Linked DNA regions of Sus scrofa: regions 1 and 2 are each linked to region 3. A link is a contact called in public Hi-C and promoter capture Hi-C data. All regions are on one chromosome and are shown on one strand. Each heading gives the region's core, a stretch centred on a gene start, on an enhancer-like site or on the middle of the called end of the contact. The rest is flanking DNA. Distances are from core to core; before and after follow the strand shown.

Region 1 (3,258 bases), core at 528-3,027, 260 kb after region 3:
TGAAGCCGAAGTGGAGGTGGTGGAAATGGTGAGCCACCTGCCCAATGGAACCCTGTGGATACCCTGCCCCACGTAGTCTGGTCCTCACGGCTTACTCTCTCCCCAGCCTAACAGCGACATCTCTGCATACACCTATGAGCGGACGCTGATGATGGAGCAGCGCTCCCAGATGCTGCGGCAGATGAGGTTGACTAAGACTGAGCGGGAGCGAGAGGTCAGTGGCCGTCTTGGTTCAGGGCAGGGCAGGGCGGGCGGCAGGGTCAGGCCCTTGGAAACATCATCGGGTGGGAGGGTCAGAATGACTCATCTCAGCCCCACCCATTTCCCTAAGGCCTGTTGATCATGCTGGGCAGCCAGGCCCCTCTCTCCCATGGCACCAAGGCAAACTCCTCCCATTGTCCTCAGGCCCAGCTGGTCAAGGACCGGCACTCAGCCCTGCGGCTGGAGAGCCTGTACTCAGATGAGGAGGACGAGTCTGTAGCTGGGACTGACAAGATCCAGATGACATGGACTCGAGACAAGTACATGGAGGCCGAACCCTGGGACCCCAGCCACACCCCTGACAACTTCCGGGAGCTGGTGCATATTAAGCCGTGAGTGCAGCAAAAATGGACTCAGCCACACTGGGGGATGGGGTGGAGGTTGGATGGGGCAGACAAGCTCTGTGGGTGGACTGGGGTGGGGCCCACGATCAGCTGTATTATCTGCAGGGACCAATCCAATGTGCGACGCATGCACACGGCTGTGAAGCTCAATGAAGTCATTGTCACACGCTCCCATGACGCCCGCCTAGTCCTGCTGAACATGCCGGGCCCACCCAAGAACAGTGAAGGCGATGAGAACTGTATCCCTTTGTGGAGAGGCAAGGGAGAGGCGGGCAGTGGGGAGGGGGACATTGTATGAGGTCAAGCCAAGAGCTCCTCTCCTGGGTCCCCCTTGGTGTTTCCCTGGGTGCTGCCTCCTTGACCTGATACCCTACAGACATGGAGTTCCTGGAAGTGCTGACCGAGGGCCTCGAACGGGTGCTGTTGGTACGCGGCGGTGGCCGGGAAGTCATCACCATCTACTCCTGAGCCCAGTACAGACTTGCGGCTTAGAGTAGAGGTGTCCAGGGTAACAAACAGCTCCCTCCCAGCACCCACCCACCAGCTCTGCTTTGCCCTGCCCTGCCCTGGACCCAGCTTTGCTAGGTCTCCTTGGAGACCGGGCCCAGGCCTGGCAATGGAGATGGAGCCGAGGTCCTGTAGGACCCTGAGAGTTTTGGGGACTTTCCGGTCCGCAAGAACCCCAGGTTGCCTGTCCTGACCGGAGAAGACTGGTAGGGACTGTTGTGGGCTCTGAAGGCAGCTGGCCCAGGAGCACTATTTATTGCATATTTATTGTTCAAATGTCACTATCAGAGAGGAGGGGACGGACAAGGGAGGGTGTCTAGCCAAGTGCGCCTGCAGGAAGATCTGGCTCAGGCTACTGTGGGCAGGGACCCCCACCAAGCCAAGCTGAATGGAACCAGCCAACTGAAGCCTGACTTTTCAATAAAAACACTGTGTACTTCTGGGCCTCCTGCTGCCCTGCTCTGTTTCTCCTGGCACCAAGGGAAGAAGGCGGAACTGAACCCAGGCCCAGAGCTGGCTCCCTGAGGCTGTGCCCCTTTCCGGCAATCTCTGGCCACCCCCATTGGCCAGGCTGTCCCTCCCACTGGTCCTGGGGCCCCTCCCACCCCCATTCCAGATAAGGCCAGCTCAGGACTGCTTCACTGGGCACTAGGCACTGGGGCCGGAATGGGCCTGCCCGGCTCCCCACGGCAGTGGGTCCTGCTGCTGCTGGGGCTGCTGCTCCCCCCTGCCGCCCCCTTCTGGCTCCTCAATGTGCTCTTCCCCCCGCACACCACGCCCAAGGCTGAGCTCAGTAACCACACACGGCCCGTCATCCTCGGTAAGCCCCCACCAGGCCCCCGGTACACCAGGCTGGACCTTGGGGAACCTGGACCCCAGCCCCTGGTAGCAGAGCCTGCCAAGGCCCTCTGCCCCCCGCATTAGCCCTGATCCCTGCCGCAGTGTTCGGAGGGGCCAAAGGCTTGACCTGCAGAGAAATCAACCCCTTCCTGTGCCACACTGTTCCTGTATCTGAGTTGTCTCTGGGTGGAGTGGAGGGTGGGTATGCCTGAGGGCTTGGCCAGGGCATGACAGGCTGTGGTCAGCTGCAGCCGCCGGACCCTGGGCCAAGCCCCACCACTCCTTCCTCAGCCCCCCCAGCAAAGGCAAGATGCCCAGCCCAGGAGAGCAGGAGAGGCTTGTCAGGTCCTGCCCCCTCCTCCTAGGCCCAGTCCCCACTCCCTCATACTATTTGTTCTCCCCTTGGACTTTGGCAGTAATGGAAAGCCACGCTAGATGTTTGCTTTGTGGGGGCAGGGGTCAGTGGCCTTGGCCTCTGCACCTTCCCTGCCTGAGGGGAGCCTGGGCTTTGGGGGTGGGGTGGGAAATGTGATCGAAAGAGTGTATCCTGTCTTTAGTCCCTAGAGGTGAGGGTGTGGGAGATGAAGTGGTGGGGCTGGTGACTGCAGTGTCCGGGAGGTGAGTCTCGGGTGGGGTCTACCGCGGGGAAATCAGAGGAATCCAGAGTGAAGGCTAGTGCCCGCAGTACCTGGCTGCCTGGGGAATCAGCTGGAAGCCAAGCTGGATAAACCAGATGTGGTGAACTGGATGTGCTACCGCAAGACAGAGGACTTTTTCACCATTTGGCTGGATCTCAATATGTTCCTACCCCTTGGGGTAGACTGCTGGATTGATAATACCAGGTTCGTGCCATCCCCCCGGCCTAGCCCCCTACCCTGCCCCATGGCTGCTGGTCTGCTGAATGTCCCACTGCCCCCAGGGTTGTCTACAACCGCACCTCTGGGCGCGTGTCCAACGCACCCGGTGTAGAGATCCGTGTCCCCGGCTTTGGCAAGACCTACTCTGTCGAGTACCTGGACAACAGCAAGTTGGCAGGTGTGTGTACTGGGGGGAAGGGTGGGGCTCTAGGCTGTGGTGGGCTTGCTGGAACCATGGCCAGAGCCCCCCATGCCACTGCCTCCCCACCCCAGGTTATATGCACACACTGGTACAAAACCTGGTCAATAATGGGTATGTGCGGGATGAGACCGTGCGGGCTGCCCCCTACGACTGGCGGCTGGAGCCCAGTGAGTATCTCTGTGTATGGGGGGCTTGGGGCAGGGGAGGTGGCCCCTAACCCAGCTGCTCTGACCTGTCCACCCTGCTG
Region 2 (3,302 bases), core at 654-3,153, 390 kb after region 3:
ATGTGCAAGATCTGTCATGAGAGCTTCATACACGCTGCCTAAATTTTCCTGAAAATGTAAGGTGGGCTGTATCATTCCCATATTTGAGATATGGAAACAGAGGCCCAGAACTTAAGGGCCTTCTCTAGAGCTAGAAAGGTATTTGCCCTGTTTTTTGCTTTTTAGGGCTGCACTTGCGGCATATGGAGGTTCCCAGGCTAGGGGTCTAATTGGAGCTATAGCTGCTGGCCTACACAACAGCCACAGCAACACCAGATCCGAGCCACATCTATGACCGATACCACAGCTCACCAAAAAGCTGGATCCTTAACCACTGAGCAAGGCCAGGGATTGATCCTGCCACCTCGTGGTTCCTAGTTGGATTTCTTTCCACTGAGCCACGATGGGAACTCCAAAATTTTTTGTTTTAAATATATGCTTTGTGACTTTCCTGGCTAACGGAGCTTGTTATCTTATTTTCAGTGTCCAGAGGCTGCACCCTGAATACAGGCAGGAGCTAGCAGGAGGCCTCGGGATGTTTCTAGGCTGCTTAGTGATGCTTCTTTGTCATAAACCAGTGGGTGCAGAGGCTGTTAACCTTGTGGCTAAGCGCTCAGTTTCAGGAATCACACATGCCTGGCTGGGTTTGAATCCTAGCTCAGTCATTTATAAACAGGTGTAAAACTCATGATCTCTCTAGACTTCTATTTCTCTATTTGTAAAATGGTGATATTACTAATTCATAGAGTTGTTGTGAGGGTTAATTGTGCTATGTAAAGAGCATGGCACAATTCCGGCTGTGGCTCAGCGCATTAAGAACCGGACAGAAGATACGTGAGGATGCGGGTTCCATCCCTGGCCTTGTTCAGTGGGTTAAGGATCTTGTGTTGTCCTGACCTGAGGTGCAGGTCCCAGACGTGGCTCGGATCTAGTGTTGCTGTGGCTGTGATATAGGCCGGCAGCTGCAGCTCCCATTCGACCCCTAGCTTGGTTATTTCCATACGCCGCTGGTGCGGCCCTAAAAAGATAAAAAAACACAAACAAACAAACAAACAAAAAAACTTGGCACGCTCAATACAAACAAGATGGCTGTTACTAATGATAAAGTATGCCTGCCCTTTTACAAGAATGTAACGGCCTCCCTGAGCTGAGGAGTCATCTGAGATTCTGTTTCTTCATCACCTATCCTGTGCGGTTGGAGCCCCAGACCAACGGAGAGAGGTCCGAATCAGGTACCATTTATTTCTTTTTCTGGAAGTAGTAAAGCCCTCTTCTCCGCCCTCAGCCCTGCCAGCGCTTACCTCGACGTGGTCGCCAAGCTGGGGCACTGCGGTTTGGAGGAGGCCATGACCCTAGGGCAGCCGTGCAGCCAGCACTCGCGAACTGGAAAGCCGTGCTAGTGTACAGCTCGTCGCCATGGCGACCAGTTCCCAGCAGCCCAGCGGCGGGGGCGGGGTCAAGGTTGTGTCTTGCCCCCAGCCCAGAGCCCGCGGGCTAGGAGGAAGGCCAAGTAGCCAAGATGGGGTCAGACTTGGGAATAGGGTCTTCTCAGAGTCTGTCACTACAGCAGATATGACTCTAGCGACCAGAATTGAGGCAGGAGGATAAACAGAGGCCATGGGTGAGGGAGGCGAAGTGAGAGGCCAGAATCGCGTTGCCAGCGGGAACTGTAGTTTTTGGTGTCCTAATAGCTTGGCTAAGCAGGCTTATGACTGAGTCGGTTTGTACTACATCTCCCAAAGTTCTTTACCAGCCCGAGCTAGCCTCCCTATGGAGAGCTCTGCATTCTGGGAAATGAAGTCCGAAATATGGCAGGGCGTGGCAGTATGCAAAGAGAGGTACCTAACTCGGACTCGATTTCCCTGCGGCCCGGGTTTGCTCTCCGGCCATTGGCTGAGCGGGGCGGATCTAGTCCTGTTCTTCCCCGCCCCCAGTGACACAATAGCAGCTCCCTCCAAGATGGCGGCGGCGACGGCGGATCCGGGAGCTGGGAGCCCGCAGGTTGGAGACTCCTCCGGCGGGGGCGCTGGGGGCGGGCTGCCGTCTCCGGGGGAGCAGGAACTGAGCCGGCGCCTGCAGCGCCTGTATCCCGCGGTCAACCAGCATGAGACGCCGCTGCCGCGCTCCTGGAGCCCCAAGGACAAGTACAACTATATCGGCCTCTCCCAGGGCAACCTCCGCGTCCACTACAAAGGTATCGGCCTGTTTGGCCGCGGGGGGTAAAAGGCCAGAGCGTCAGCAGGGTGGCTGTGCTGTCCAGCCCCTGCTTCATCACTTCCTTTCCCCAAGCTCCGGATTAGGCCTTAGCTCCTGTTGGGTGTTTGGGTGGTGGGCTGACCAGACCGAGGATTGGCTGCTTAGCCTACTCTGCCGTGAGACTTCGGATGTCAGGAGAACCTCAACAGGTGTCCAAACCCAGTGCTGGGTTGGACATTGCACCCAAGGCCTTCTTGCCTGTCCTGTGGTAGTTGGAACTCTCCCTGGGCCCTTCACCACTGCTTAGCTTTAAACGTCTCTGTAGACATTAGTGGTCTCATCCTCTCTATTAGCCAGAGGTGCATGAGCTTGCTTACCTGCTGGACATCTCAGACACTGCCTACGGTTCTGTGCTAAAGTTGTGGGGCCATCTTCCAGGGCTGCCTCTTCCTCCCTTAGTCTCCTAAGTGGGCTGCTTGGCTGCTTGTATTCTGGAGAGTCTGGCAGCAGCACGAGGGAATCTCTCACTTGTCACCCACCTTGCATATGCCTCCTGTGGTTTGTATGGAGACAGTGTCTCAGACAGTGCTACTGTTCTGAGGATGAGGTGGGAGGTTTGTGTGTTTGCTCAGTTGTTGTCTAATTACACCTTGGACCAGGAAAGGGCTTCCTCTGGCTATGAGGGGTGAAGTTGCTGTGGAGCAGAGAAGAATGAGTCTTCCATTTGCATTTCCTTTTGCTGAAATTTCTTTGTCCTCTCTTACTAGGTCATGGCAAAAATCACAAAGATGCAGCCTCAGTGCGCGCCACCCACCCCATACCTGCTGCCTGTGGCATTTATTACTTTGAGGTGAAGATTGTCAGCAAAGGAAGAGATGGGTAAGCCCAATACTGAGCTGTTCCTTTTGGTCAAAGTTTGAGGTCTCCTGATTGACCCTTGTGACTTGTGTGAGCTGCTGAGCTGTATGGGTCTGGGCTGCAGAGGGGATTAATAGTGGCTGCCTCTGTTACCTGGCTGTAGGCATGGCCTGGTCTAAGCAGCAGCCTTTGATGGCAGTTAGGAACCTGGTGTAGAGGAGGGGCTTCTCTTTAGTGATGACGAAATGAGGTACCTCATAGGTGAGGGA
Region 3 (2,987 bases), core at 76-2,575:
TTCGGAGCTGTAGCTGCCAGCCTATGCCACAGCCACGGCAACGCAGGTTCAAAGCTGCCTCTGCAACCTACACCACAGTTCACCACAACACCGGATCCTTAACCTGCTAAGCAGGCCAGGGGTCGAACTTGCAACCTCATGGTTCCTAGTCTGATTCCCACTCCACCACGACAGGAATTCCCTAATGTTATTTTAATGAATTTGAATTTCGTTTTTCAAAGAGTCCAAACATGGGTTATGGTTATTGCCATGTGGGTGGGGGTGGTCAGACAGGTGTACGGGGGTTTGGGGGAGCCGAAACCCCCCACACTTGGGTTCATTACCCCGCAGGGACCTGTACATGCATGTATGCATCTCCAATGGAAATGCGTTCAGGACTGTCCGAAGTGCCAAGAGGTCACCTCAAGGGGGAGGCTTCCTCATTGAGACCCGCGCTGGAGGAAGAATAGCCTAACGCGAAGGTCTAGAGGTTGAATGGATAGGGGTCGCCAGAAAGGGCGAGACTGAGATCAGGTAGCAGCTGGATGGCCCAGCAAGGGCGCCAGGGCTCTGTCCTCTAGGAGGAGAACCCAGACTGGAGCCTAACCTGGGGCGATGTACGCCAGGGAAGTTTTAGGAGAGGCTGGGGTGCTTTTGGGGTGGAATTAGCTGCAAGGGCAGAGCCTGAAGGAAGGCCGACTCAGCCGGGCACACGTGCGCTCCAGGATTGGGTGGAGGGAACTTACCTCGCTGTTGCGCGGACCACAGAACAAATATTTGACATTCCAGGTTTATCTAGAGGAGGGCGGAGCCCGAAGAGCGACATGTCCTCCTCCCTCCGGTCCTGATTGGCTTAGCGCTTCGCGGGGGTGGGGTTAAGTGTGCAGGCGCCGGGTAGCAGTCTCGCGTAGGGCAGTAAAGCGCAGACACTCGCGTACATCCCAGGGGGAAGTGCTTGTTGCCCAAAGCCGCTGGAAGACCCGTCTACTTCCCTCTCCCTCTTGGCCGCCGTGTCCCAGCGCGAGTCATTACCCTCCCAGACGCCTCAGTCTCTTATCCGTCAAATGGGGACGCGATGCAGTGTGAATTAGTGGACAAAGCCTCGTAGGCGCCCCCTCTACGCTGGGCTCCTTCGCTCTCTCAGTGGTCCGAAGGTCTGGACGCAGCGCCCAGTTTCTCCGAAAGAGTGAGGTGTGGCTCTCGCCCCAGCTTCCGCTGGGGCTTGGCAACCCTCCCTATGTGTCTGCTTCTGCTGGGCTGGAGTCCCTCCTACCCGCTGGATTCATCTTCAGTTTCTGAGTCGCATAAATGGGAGAACCGGGGGAAGTCCGGAGCGGCCTGGAGACTCAACCATAAAGGAGCCTCAGCAAGCCTGACTGGGCGAAAGGGTGCTGGGAGCCCTCCACAGGAACTGTCCGGAGGAGAGAAGAGATGGAGGATCTGCAGCCCCTTTGCGCACAATGCGCTTTTGCCGCTGCCCCCCCCCCCCCGCCCCAGCACGCTCATATCTCCAGGCAACAGGCCTGTGGTCAAGGGGGAAGGCGGCAGGTCGCAGTCCTCACCTGGGGTAGGAGTGAGGCTTCTGGTCGGGAGCTTCTGGTTCAGTGCCGTCTGGGGTGCCGCTCTTGGGAGCTGGGGCCGAGGTGGTGGGAACGCGCTTCTTTCTTCCCCAGCACCGAGGCCTGCTCACCTCCAACCATGCTTTGGCACCGTGGGCCCTTCCTGAAGCCAGGCTAAGGCCCAGCCTTTGCACCTGTAGGGACAAGCCCTGACTACTGATCCCAAGGGTTCCTTGGTGCTCTCTGACACCCTTCCCTCCCCCTCAATCGACCTATGGTGATCCCCCTACAAGCCTTTGGGTGATGCCCGGTAATTTTCACCACTCCTTGTGACCATGGGTGACTTCTACTACCCGTCCAGACCAGCCGTCATGACTCCCTCAGCCTCTACGCTGCCTCCTGGTGATTTTCACTACTCCTAACGGACTGAAGAAGGTCCTTGGTTTTGCACTTCCCTTGGCGAAGGCCTCCTGGTGGAGGAGTGAGGAGGAAGCCTCGTGGGAGCGGAGTGTGGAGTCGCCCCGTTAGTCAGGCAGGTTCTGCTAAGGGGAGTGGGAGTCCGGGTTCTGAGAATTAGCCCAGGCCAGGCCTGTGAGCACGCGCGTCCAGGGCTAGGTTCTAGTGGCCCTCCCCCACGGTTCCGGGGGCCGCCCTCGGGTCACGTGGCCCGCAGGGCCGACAGGTATCTCGCCCAGAGAGGGCGGGGGCCGGTAGCCGCCCCGCCCCGCCGGGCGCTGCGGGCGGGTCTCAGCAGCGCCCACAGCGCCAGCCGGGCCGCAGGTGCCGCCCCCAACACACCGTGTCCCGCCCAAGCCGATCCGCGTCTGCCGTCTGTCGGTGCGTGCGTGAGCTTCGTCGGTCCGCGTGTGTCTGGCCGAGCGCCCCCTTCCTCTGCGGCCATGACTCCGCCGCCACCCCAGCCACCGCCCCCAGGCCCGAACCCCACAGCAGACTCCGCTGCCGACCCCCGACCCGGGCCTGGACCCCTAGTCGTACTGTTCGGGGCTACGGCCGGTGCGCTGGGGCCAGACCTGGGCTCTGATGAGACCGACTTAATCCTCCTAGTCTGGCAAGTGGTGGAGCCGCGGAGCCGCCAGGTAGGGTGGAAAGGGGACGGTGAGGTCTCCAGGGAGCTTCAGGATCCGAGGGACGCAGTTGCTAATAGGTTTTCCTCGCTCTCAGGTGGGGACATTACATAAATCACTGGTTCGCGCCGAGGCGGCCGCACTGAGCCCGCAGTGCCGCGAGGCGAGCGGCCTGAGCGCCGACAGCCTGGCGCGGGCCGAGCCGCTGGACAAGGTGCTGCAGCAGGTGAGCGGCGGGGCTGGGGTGAATGGAGGCACCGCCGGGCCGCAGGGACATTTCTCGGCGGGAGAGGCGGCAGGAGGCGAGGCCTGGCGCGCCACAACCAACTGGCCGGGGCGGTAGGACGGGTTCCTGTTGTTTGAA

The links. Promoter capture Hi-C pulls out the DNA fragments that hold promoters and counts their contacts. A called contact is a pair of places that touch in the nucleus more often than the background predicts.
Region 1: a contact with region 3 is called in a Hi-C map of liver, with 10 times the contacts expected there. The contact joins the promoter of LCAT here to the promoter of ESRP2 in region 3. A contact is called at or near these places in 2 of 47 Hi-C or Micro-C datasets (both in liver) and 1 of 2 datasets of contacts at active chromatin or transcription factors (alveolar macrophages).
Region 2: a promoter capture Hi-C map of liver shows a contact between it and region 3, with 3 times the contacts expected there. The contact joins the promoter of RANBP10 here to the promoter of ESRP2 in region 3. A contact is called at or near these places in 1 of 5 promoter capture datasets (liver), 1 of 47 Hi-C or Micro-C datasets (embryonic fibroblasts) and 2 of 2 datasets of contacts at active chromatin or transcription factors (alveolar macrophages and skeletal muscle).

The regions. Positions count from the first base shown.
Region 1 is chr6:28,552,031-28,555,288 of Sscrofa11.1, reverse strand. It overlaps LCAT (lecithin-cholesterol acyltransferase), which reads left to right and starts at 1,777. Exons shown (of 10, transcript NM_001164856.1): 1 at 1,777-1,932; 2 at 2,638-2,794; 3 at 2,872-2,987; 4 at 3,083-3,182; 5 at 3,184-3,185; 6 at 3,187-3,190; 7 at 3,193-3,238; 8 at 3,241-3,258. The coding sequence starts at 1,779. SLC12A4 (solute carrier family 12 member 4) reads left to right here. Exons shown (of 24, transcript NM_213949.2): 20 at 1-28; 21 at 107-214; 22 at 406-593; 23 at 711-844; 24 at 982-1,127. The coding sequence ends at 1,073.
Region 2 is chr6:28,426,984-28,430,285 of Sscrofa11.1, reverse strand. It overlaps RANBP10 (ran-binding protein 10), which reads left to right and starts at 1,903. Exons shown (of 14, transcript XM_003355780.5): 1 at 1,903-2,173; 2 at 2,943-3,054. The coding sequence starts at 1,939. TSNAXIP1 (translin-associated factor X-interacting protein 1) reads right to left here and starts at 1,755. Exons shown (of 16, transcript XM_021094108.1): 1 at 1,281-1,755. The coding sequence starts at 1,327.
Region 3 is chr6:28,812,330-28,815,316 of Sscrofa11.1, reverse strand. ESRP2 (epithelial splicing regulatory protein 2) reads left to right here and starts at 1,325. Exons shown (of 16, transcript XM_021094132.1): 1 at 1,325-1,546; 2 at 1,900-2,635; 3 at 2,721-2,849. The coding sequence starts at 2,438.